Linked DNA regions of Zea mays: region 1 is linked to region 2. A link is a contact called in public Hi-C data. All regions are on one chromosome and are shown on one strand. The core of a region is the stretch at or near the end of the contact, and the rest is flanking DNA. Distances in the headings are between cores, read along the strand shown. Region 1 holds the start of LOC100501431. Region 2 holds the start of LOC100273403 (Putative ALA-interacting subunit 2).

Region 1 (5,608 bases), core at 647-3,146, 430 kb after region 2:
TCCGGTGCACCAGAGGACTCCAACTCAAACTCGTCACCTTCGGGAAAATCCAGAGGCGACTCCGCTATAATTCACCGGACTGTCCGGTGCTCCAACGAACGACGCCTCAGGAACTCGCCAGCTTCGGGAATTCGCAACGGCTAGTCCGCTATAATTCACCGGACATGTCCGGTGTACACCAGACTGTCCGGTGTGCCATTGAAGCAACGGATACTTCAGCGCCAATGGCTACCTGCATCGCATTAAATGTGCGCCAGCGCGCGCAGAAGTCAGGCACGCCCATGCTGGCGCACCGGACACTCTACAGTACATGTCCGGTGCGCCACCGGACATCCAGGCGGGCCCAGAAGACAGAACTCCAACGGTCGAATCCCAACGGCTTTGGTGACGTGGCTGGCGCACCGGACATGTCCGGTGTGCACCGGACTGTCCGGTGCACCATGCGACAGTCAGCCCCACCAAACGACTAGTTTGGTGGTTGGGGCTATAAATACCCCAACCACCCCACATTCATGGTATCCAAGTTTTCCACTTCTCAACCACTTACAAGAGCTAGGCATTCAATTCTAGACACACCAAAGAGATCTAATCCTCTCCAATTCCACACAAGGCTTTAGTGATTAGCGAGAGAGATTTGCCGTGTTCTTTTGAGCTCTTGCACTTGGATTGCTTCTTTTCTTTCTCACTTGTTCTTGTGATCAAAACTCCACTGTAATCAAGGCAAGAGGCACCAATTGTGTGGTGGCCCTTGCGGGGAAGTTTTGTTCCCGGTTTTGATTTGAGAAGAGAAGCTCACTCGGTCGGAAGGACCGTTTGAGAGAGGGAAAGGGTTGAAAGAGACCCGGTCTTTGTGACCACCTCAACGGGGAGTAGGTTTGCAAGAACCGAACCTCGGTAAAACAAATCCGCGTGTCACACCTCTTATTTGCTTGCGATTTGTTTTGCACCCTCTCTCCCGGACTCGATTATATTACTAACGCTAACCCGACTTGTAGTTGTGTTTATATTTGTAAATTTCAGTTTCGCCCTATTCACCCCCCTCTAGGCGACTATCACATGTTTAGAGCATCTCCAAGAGTCTTTCTAATTTCACTCTCTAAAATATCATTTGCATAAACAGATTTCTATGTATTTTCAACCTACAACAGTCTTTCTATATCATGTTTGTACTCTAGAGAGCCATCACATTTTCTATATTTAAATAGAAGATGTCTATATTTGATAGCCATTTAGATAAGTTGTTGGAAGTTTTTTTTACAAAAAAATACTATTTGTATAGATTACAAAAAATATAAAGAGTTTATTGGAGTTGTTCTTAGAGAGTGTTTGGAATGGCTCCAGGTTCCAGTTACGATGTGGAATTATAGTTTATAAAATCAATTTAAATAGTTTTTAAAATATTTTTAATCTAAATAATAAACGAAATGACTTATCTGAATGTCTTCTAAAGCCCTATAATTCTAACTTCACGATTTTCTAGGAGTACCTAAAGATCTGTTTCGCCAACTCTACTAAATTTTCTGGAGCTGGAGCTATCTTAAATAGGACCTTCAAGAGAGAGCTGGTTAGAGACAACCAAACACCCGACTCTAGAATTGCAACTATATGGAGTTTTGAGAGCTACAATACATATTTTTAAGTATTTTTTGTTGCTCTGAAATTTTAAAAAATCAATATAGACATATAGTTTAAATTTATTTATCCATCACTAGTTATAAAAATACAACCTAATATATAAAATAGAGCAAACTCATACCAAACACCCCATACCTCCGGACAACGTCGAACTTTGGCCCAGCAAGCTCACACCCCGAAATTCCACCTCAAAAATCAAAAAGAGAAAAAAAGAAAGAAAAAAAAGGCGAAACCCTTCTCTCCCCCGCCCCAACCCGATCTCTCGCTGCCTGCCTCCCTCCGGTCCCCCGTGGCCCCGTCCCCTCTTCGCCACCGCACCGACTCGCTCACAAAATCCTCACGCCGGACTCCTCCGCCGCCTCCGCCGCGCCATGCCCGTCGGCGCCTGATTCATGTCTCAGCCCCACGCCGCCGCTCCCGCCTCGAAGCGCCCCTTCTCGTCCACCACCACATCCCCGTCTCCGACGTCCTCCCCTGCGACGCCGCTTATGAAGAAGGCCAAGCACCCGGCCGCCACCGCCTCCTCCGTTGGGACGGTCGAGAAGAACGGTATCCATCTTGATACCGCCGCCGCCGCCGCCACGGGCGGGGGCCGAACGAACGGCGAGGAGGATGCGGAAATGGTGCTCGTGGACCAAGATGAGCTCCCCGCGCCCAGCGCGCCGGCCTCCGCGGGCGTTGCCGCCAACCTCTTCCGAAAGAAGGCCACGCTTCCGCAGCCGTCGACCTCCGCCCGCAAGCCCCTCCGCATCAGAATAGGCGCGCCCCCAATACCTTATTATGCGAATTGCTTACTCTGCGAGTCTTGTGCGATTGATCGTCATCGTCACTGAGGGGGTGTGGTCGCAATTGATTCCAGTCCTGTTGTTTCGGATATGTTACTTGCCATCTCGCGGGCTAGCCCAAAGTTTTTTCATGCCTGACATTAGGGTTAAAAGTCATATATCCGTTTACATATCACTTGTTTACCTTTCACTACCAGCCGCCACCTGGACCCACCTAAAATTAGCTCTTTGATGGACGCAATATGGAAATTGGCTAGATCTGCACATTGTTTCTGGAAAACTGGTGTTTTGGTAGCCTATTATGGCATTTCGGGTTTTCTTTTCTCGAGAGTTGATTATTGTTGGGACATTTCATATTTTATACCTGCTCATACCATCAGACTGATCAGAAGAGAGATTTGCCATAGGAAACATAATACTTCTGTTGAGCGGCTGCGTTTAGTTGTTTGCTTCTGTATATTTCAAGTACTTTGTAAATTGCCACACGGTTCACCTGTCTTTCTAACTAGCCGTTCATAAGCATTTGATTAACACATATGTAAACGAGAGAGAAACCGAGAAGGATCTGTTTTCCACTGAGAAGAATTAGGCACACAAATCTAGTCAAAGGGGAATATAATCTTGGTGGTGGACTGGTATACAGACACCTCACCCCCAGCAACTGAGCTGGAGTCAGTTCCTGTTTGATTAATTGTACCCCTAGTACCATGGTTTGGCTTGGCATTCGTTGGCACCTATGTGTGACAACCTCCAATATTGGGAAATGACAGCCCAATTCCTTTGAAACAACTCATTATGATGTACTTCAGCACACACTATTTGCTGATTCCTTTTACTTGCTACGACACCAGTTGCTGGCAAATTCATATTGAACGCATGTATGCAAATCTTATAAATCACGAGTCACTAGCAAAGACATGCTGAACATGTGTATTTGAAAATTTGAATATCAGAATTCATTGGGTTTCCTTTTCACAACCTTTGCTTAATGCCATAGCACTATGTCTAAATGCCATTCTGGCCATCATGCACTCATTAGGTCAACCAAAACTGCCAAAAAACTTCGAAGAGGATACATGGACGATTTTGAAGGATGCTATCACAGCTATTTTTCTCAAGCAGAAACTTTCTTGTGATGTTGAGAAACTCTATCAGGTTATACTTCTGTTGCTGACACTGTAATGTTCATGCTCCCACATTAGCATTTGAGTACGTTATACTTGTATTTGTACCACAGGCTGCTGGTGATCTTTGTCTACACAAGCTAGGGGCAAACCTATACGAACGAATCAAGAAAGAATGTGAAATACACATAGCTGAAAAGATATCAGCATTAGTGGGCCAAAGCCCAGATTTGGTTGTATTTTTGTCTCTGGTCCAAAGAACATGGCAAGATTTTTGTGATCAGATGTTGATTATTCGCGGTATTGCTTTACTTCTTGATGTAAAATATGTCAAGAATGTAGCAAATATTTGTTCAGTATGGGATATGGGGCTGCAGCTGTTTCGCAAGCATCTATCACTATCCCCAGAGATTGAACACAAAACTGTAACTGGCCTTCTCAGATTGATTGAGAGTGAGAGGTATGGTTAAGTTCTGTTAGTGATATGTGTACTTAATGTTATACAAGGCCATACTTACTTTACAACTGATTGCATATAATATAGGGCATGTTTGGTTGCATGGAACTAAACTTTAGTCCCTCCCTTTTAGTTCCTTTTAGTCCCTAAATTGCCAAACACAGGGACTAAAAAAGAGGAAAACATATGGTTTAGTCCCTGTGTTTGGCAATTTAGGGACTAAAGTTTAGTCCCATGGAACCAAACAGGCCCATAGGGTCATGATTCTTTCAAACCAAAATTTGGAAATTACCTATATTTTTGTATATTGAGAATTTAAGGTGGTATACCTTTAACGCAAAATATGTAGCATTCAGTCTTAAACCTACGTACTTTTCTGTATTCTCTACATTAGTTCAGTGTAAACAGTTACAAAATCCAGTATGGAAGGGACATTGACATATTGCTTATTTATTTTGAAATAACATGCGAAGAGATGGTGATAGAACAGAACAAATGATGCTAATAATGCTTGAATCTGCAATGAATAGTCGTAGTTGTATGCCCATATCCTTGTAATCCTATTACACAATGCCAAATCTGAACCGTGTGAACAGTATAGGACTATATGACCATATCATGATCATGGCAAGTGAGATGACTGAGCCAGGTCTGCTGCCGTCCCGACTTTGCTTTGCCTGTCCTGGGTTGGGCCCGGCTAGCATGAACACAACTTTAATATTCTGCTCTCACTTTCTAAATAAAATAGTATTCCAGTTACATTTCAGCGAGAATATTAAATATGTAGGGGATATGTATGTTCATGTGGCTTTTGGGTTTGGCCCAGGGCACGTTCATGCCTATGAACCTTAAAGTTGATAACTTATCCTTGCCTGGATTTTTCTACACTGTGCTGGGTGGATCACGGATGCCCATGAACAGATCCAGCAGCAACTATTATCACAATTGAAGAAATACAATTTTTTTTCTTTGGCCCACATGCCATCTTTAATGTCTTCTTAACTATGTTAGTTTGATTGAATGTTACAACATTTGTTGATCCACATGCGAGTCAATCTCAGTGTCCTTGAAGCAAAATAGTGTTTTGCCAATTTGCCTTGAGTTATTTGATTATGTTCCAAGTTCGTATGAACATACGCATTGTTCTTAAGGCGTCGCCTAGGCGTCCAGGCGGAGGTCCAACCCCTAGACGGCTTGCCCGCCTACCTCGCCTAGGCGTCGCCTAGGCGCCGCTTAGGCGTCCAGACGGTGGTCCAACGCCTTGGCTCGCCTTACCGCTTTAAAAACCATGAACATATGTTTCTGGCATTGTGATGAAAATATTAAAAAATGCCACTGTTTGTGTCATGCCTTCTCCACTTATGCTAACATGGAAATTTTGTTTAGTATGTTTGGGGCCACTCATTTCCCCACCAAAGTCATGCTTGTACTGTAGTTTAATTTGGTACTAGCTATTTTGAATGGGGGAACTGAAACAGTGTACCTAGACTTTAAGATATGTTGCTTTGTTTTAGCTAATAAGTGGAAAAATGGTGGTTCACTTGTGCAAGTTGTGATAATTGCATGTGTGTGGAACACATCTTATAACAGAGCTTGTGAACTGAAAA
Region 2 (5,648 bases), core at 1,580-4,079:
GCACTAATCTCCACCCTTACAGTTAGTAGCAGAGCAAAGAAATGTAACTTGTAAGACAGCTACACATAACAACCAGCCACTTAGCATAGCAGTAAATTTATCAGAAAACAAAAGTGTATCAAGACAAAACATACCTTCAACAGGGGACCAGGATGTCAATGCATTGAAGATTAGATGTGTGCCACATGACTCGCATTCAATTTTGTCCATGTCAACATTCACCCAACCTCTCTGAGCACAGGCCAAAGAACTAGCAGCCTGGAAAAATGAACACAAAATCACATGACTAATATTAAGAAATTCAGAAGCTGAAGGATCCCTATAAAGGTCAAGCAAGCATCCAGCAAATGCCTGGCCAGATTAACATAGTACCAGGCTTCATTTTAAAGAAAGACAAGGTTACCAAATTGGATAGTGCAACTAGGACAGCAATCAGACCATATTGGTGTTCTACACTTCTACTGAGTACTCACCACCAAGATGTGGTAGCAAGACTATAAATTATGCAATTTGATACTCAGCTGCTGAAAGCAACATGCAGTTTCAAGCAAAGTAAACATCATTATTTAAATGCCACTTGCAATGAGCAAAACGTTGAAAGAGTAACTTCTTTCGAATTCCAATATATCAAAGCAAGAATTTTATGTTATAGCTGATATGAAAGTGGAGAGGTCTATATGTGCATAATGATTTTGGTCATGATTCCATGGTCACATTTTCAGACCTATGGCATGTTTTGTATTACTGCCACCAACAAATGGTGACAAAAGAAATGTTCAGCCAACTTTATTGTATCATTATGGAGTTCAGGGACTTGGGTGGGGAGAGATGAATCCTCTTTAGTTGTATACTAAAGCCCAAAGGAGCAATATATGGTACATGCAACACACCACAAGAGAAAACCTAAAGCATGTGAAATGACACACCGTAGAGGCGTAGACCCTATAGTAGTCCCAACTAGGGAAGATACCTTCGGTTTAGAAGCCCAAGTTGAAGGCTTAAATGTTGCCAGTCGACGAAGTAAGTCTCCACGTTCCCATGGTCTGCATGATGGTGCAGAATCCATAGCAGTGCCAGCTGCATCAAAACTATGGGAAGGGTGATAAGCATGTGCAGCAACTTGCGACGACGAGTCAACTCTGGAAGCTTGTTTGCCACCCAACCAATCTATGCTTGCAACATTAGTTTGCATAGCAGGTGACGAGGCACCGACGGAACTGAAAAGAAAAAGGGGCTTCAGTGCAAGCTTTTAAAAAAGAATGACAAAAATCTGTAGAAAGGATTATTTCTTGCTTTATGAATTCCGTACAGAAAAGGTTCGCATTGACGTTATGTAACTACCCGCAGCCGCGGAAAGGTGCCGGGACGTGAGCAAGATCACAAGCAGAGATAACTTGGGGAAATGGACGAGAAAAGGTTCCTCTCCGATTTGATTCCTTTCTAGTTCGTTGTCTGGGTTCTACCTTTGCATGGCAGTGGCTTATAAGACAGAGGCTAACTCTACCTTGTGTGCCCATGCATACATATGACATACCAACACCAAATATGTATACGCCAGCTGTAGATTTGTTCGCGCCGTTGGCATGGTACCAGCCGTGACAAGTTAGCTTGTCATCCAAATAAAATAACTGTTTTCAGGTTTTAGCATTCAAGCATAGAAACTATAGCACCATGTTCAGATCTAACATCAAAAAATGAATTGAGAATAAGCTACCTAGATCTATAGTTAACAAGGCTACCATGAGCTCCAGTGGCTCAATAGTCAATCCTATGCTACCAGTCTCCACACCATCAAATGTGCCACATTCTCCACTGATTTTTGCAAACTGCAATCCTTCTCAAATCTCAATTGCTGCACTGTGACCAAACCAGCATTAGAATATAATAGCATGAAGTCAGCACAAATGTAGCATGTCCCCCTAATCATAATATTTGGTGGCAAACACGTGTAAGCTCTAATCGCAGAATTATGTCATTCATTGTTACCGTTCATTAATCTGTAACACTATACAGCAGCAGGAACCAATCTAGCAACTCAAATCCTGGCGTTTTGCAGCCAAAAGGAGAAGTAAAGCTCAGCCAGCTACACTTGATTTTCGCCGACCATGGACGTATAACTGATGTTGGCCATCAAATATCTCATGCTTTCCCCTACAAAGGAGTGTCCTAGAGTCCAATCAAAATTCCATAATCGAATTTGAGCCACCGCCTCGGCAAATCCTACCTCGAATCCTACAATAGGTCTTTTGGACGAAGTAAAATCTACCTTTCTTACGCAGAACCAACACCCTCGCCACCAATCCGAGCACTGAGACCCCGATTCCCTAACCAAGCAACAGCGCCTACAGCTGAGAATCTACAACCAAAAGTAGAGAGGTCCCGAGGCGCGACCGCCACCGTACCTGGCTACCGGGGTGTGCGGCGGCGACGAGGACCGGGCGACGGCCATCGGCGTTTCTGCCACCGCCCCCGACGAGCTCCTCACCTCCTCTCGCATCTCCCTCTCTCTCTATCTCTCTCTCACACACACTCCGTGGCGCCCGCGCCTGTCGCTCCTGGGCGAAACGAAATGGGGAAAAGATTCCCCCGATCGCGACGCGCCGGGCGGCGCATTGATGCGGCCGTTACATCGACCGTTAGTCACCGTTAGTATCCATCTCACGCCGTCAATTCGAGCGCCCCCGGGAGTTGGGCCCATAAGGCCCACGTGAATTAGATAGGCCCTCAAGATTTAGTGGGCCCATGGGCTCCTTTTCATCGAGCAGCAAGTGGACTCTCCACTCTTCTTCTGCGGTCGGATCCCCCGGCGGGTCGGACTGCGGAGCACGGGCTCCGGCGAGCCGCTGACGAGGGCCTGTGCGGCGACCGAGCTCGTGGCGGGAGAAGATGGACGAAGCGAGCACCTCCGCGTCCGGCGCCGCGACGAGGCGCGGCTTCGTGCCTGCGAGATCGGGAGGTGAGTCACGATCTGATGGCTGGGCTGGCTTCGATTCGGTCGCGTCGCGTCTAGGTTTCCACGCTCAGGAGCGGTGTGGTCTGCGGGAGATAGTAGCCTCAGCCCTCAGATGCTAGGGTTAGTAGCTCGCGCGATCGTGGGATTGCATAAACGCTTAATTCGAGCGTAAAATTGCAGTTCGCATTGTTGATTTGGTCTTACATGTTACGGAGGTTGCTTGCTTACAATTACAATCCATTTATCTGAACAGCATTTGAGGTGTGTGCATGCTATGCTAATGTAAGGTTACATTTGGTGAGTCTTTATAAGGCCCCGTTTGGTATAAGGGACTAATGCTCCATTTCAGTCCCATTTAGTCCCTAAATTGGCAAACGCTGGGACTAAAATAGTGATTAAACTGTTTTAGTCTCTAGTCCCTCAAGGGGTGACCAAAAAGGACTAAACCATATAAATTCCAGTTTTTGCCCTTGTTTTATCAGTTGTACTAATTGCGGAAGAATGCTAAGTGGTATTTTAGTCCTCTTATGATTCATTTAATGTGTTTTAAATAATTTTAGTCCGTAGAAGTCTCCTAACTAAATTTTAGTCACTGGACTAAAGTAACCAAACGGGACCTAACAATAAATGAACTTTTAGCTAATAATCATGGTGGGCATAAAGTTAGGGGGTGTTTGTTTTATAGGGACTAATTTTTAGTCCCTCCATTTTATTTCATTTTAGTCCCTAAATTGTCAAATACGTTTAGTTTCCGTGTTTGGCAATTTAGGGACTAAAATGGAATAAAATGGTGGGACTAAAAATTAGTCCATAAATTTAAGTTTCCGTATTTGGTAATTTAGGGACTAAAATGAAATAAAATGGAGGGACTAAAAATTAGTCCATAGAAACTAAACACACCCTTAGTCACCATCTGGACTCGCGATCTGTATCATCATTTTTTAGAATCATGTGAAACACAATACTGATGCAACCACAGGCAGATTTTGTTGTATTAACTTGTGTTTCCTTTATTGGCAACTACTGAATCTGGACATAAGAAGATTATTTGGTGGATTTCTTTTACAAACTTTGAGAATTCAGATTATCTGTATTTTCCTATCATTGTTGTGCGTTGCAGTACTGTTCTAGTTTAGTACTCCATAGAGTTGACAATTCTTTTTTTCCATTTTTGAAAAGTTTGTTAGTTTTGCAGTTTTCTATAGGTTCACCCAGCAGAACCTCCCAGCTTGGAAGCCAGCAATGACACCTGGATGTGTAAGTTTGCTCTGATCCTATCGACAGGTTTGGCATATAGACTGTTTCATATGCAGTTCAAATGATGATATTTTACTTCACTGTTTTCAGATAATAGCAATGTTCTTGATTATCGGAATAATTTTCATACCTTTCGGGCTTCTTTGTCTCCAAACTTCAAATCATGTATTGTTCTGCTCCCTCTGGTAGATACTGATGTTTCCTTTAATCTTTATACCGCAAGGTATAACTGATGTGCTCATTATTCCGGTTCAGATTGCAGAAATCATCTACCGCTATGATGTTGACTGTGTGCCTGATGCTTACAGAGGAAATAGGCAAGCTTATATTAAGGACAGCTCGATTTCTAAGAACTGTACTCTGGAAGCGAAGGTAGATCGTTATGTGATTGTTGTTAGACTACCCGTCTAGGGTTTGGGGTGTTCCCCATGTAATTACCGTTTTACCCCTCACTGTAATGGGCCTGGCCCAGCTACTAAGCCTATTAATACTATTCCCCATCCCTGGTTAGGGGCATGAGTTCAGTTTCCAACATGGTATCATCAGCCTAGGTTTAGGTTTCCTGTTTCCCTGTCCTACAGCCGCCGCCAGGGGCATCCTCTCCCCTACGCAGCCGCCAGGGGCCTCCTCTCCCCTGCAGCCGCCGGCCTCCTCTCCCCTGCGACGGCCGCCGGCCCCCAGTCCTCTCCCTCCTCTCCCCTGCGTCGTCCGCGCCTCTCCCTCCTCTCCCCTGCGTCGGCCGCCGGCCCCCAGCCGACGTCCGCGCCCCTCCCTCATCTCCCCTGCGACGGCCGCCGGTCTCCAGCCGCCGCCCGCCGCGCGCCGAGCCCCGACCGTCGCGCGCCGAGCAGCCCCGTCCACGCCCTCTCTGCTTCCCAACTCTCCCCGGCCGCGCCCTCCATCTCCGGCGTGCCCACCCGCCGGATCCGCGCGCGCCCTGCCAGTGCCTGCCGCCGCCGGCCCTCCTCTGCCTGCGCGCCCTCATCCCCGGATCCGCGCGCGCCCTGCCAGTGCCTGCCGCCGCCGGCCCTCCTCTGCCTGCGCGCCCTCCTCCCCCTTCGCCACCGCCGCAGCAGCCCTCTGCTGCCCGCCGCCGCGCCCTCTGACCATGGCGGACCTCCCCCCGGACGCGCACACCGCCGGCCTGGCGCAACCGCCCCTGACCGCGGGCCTGGGCGCGGCCCCCGCTTCCCTGGCCGCCGGCGTCGCCTCCCTGGGCCTTCCTGCTACCGGCCAGACCCACCCCATGGGCCTCGGCCGCTCCGTGGCAGATGCCGAGGCTCCCTACATCGTCGGCCTACGGCCCATCCGCGACATCTCTTCCCCGGCCCACCGTCGAGGCTCTCCACCGGGGTTTCCTGCCCTCGCGGCACCCCCCGGTACCGACTCCACACTCGGCGACACCCTCGCTACGATCCAGGCGGCTGTGATGGCCTCG

The links. A called contact is a pair of places that touch in the nucleus more often than the background predicts.
Region 1: a Hi-C map of endosperm shows a contact between it and region 2, with 2.8 times the contacts expected there. The contact joins the promoter of LOC100501431 here to the promoter of LOC100273403 in region 2. A contact is called at or near these places in 4 of 25 Hi-C or Micro-C datasets (bundle sheath, endosperm, leaf and 1 more).

The regions. Positions count from the first base shown.
Region 1 is chr1:292,438,617-292,444,224 of Zm-B73-REFERENCE-NAM-5.0, forward strand. It overlaps LOC100501431, which reads left to right and starts at 1,897. Exons shown (of 17, transcript NM_001362466.1): 1 at 1,897-2,394; 2 at 3,460-3,575; 3 at 3,658-4,004. The coding sequence starts at 2,028.
Region 2 is chr1:292,008,079-292,013,726 of Zm-B73-REFERENCE-NAM-5.0, forward strand. It overlaps LOC100273403 (Putative ALA-interacting subunit 2), which reads left to right and starts at 2,830. Exons shown (of 8, transcript NM_001147840.1): 1 at 2,830-2,956; 2 at 4,149-4,210; 3 at 4,301-4,375; 4 at 4,466-4,582. The coding sequence starts at 2,887. It overlaps LOC103644136, which reads right to left and starts at 2,567. Exons shown (of 7, transcript NM_001346920.1): 1 at 2,403-2,567; 2 at 971-1,217; 3 at 135-258. The coding sequence starts at 2,497.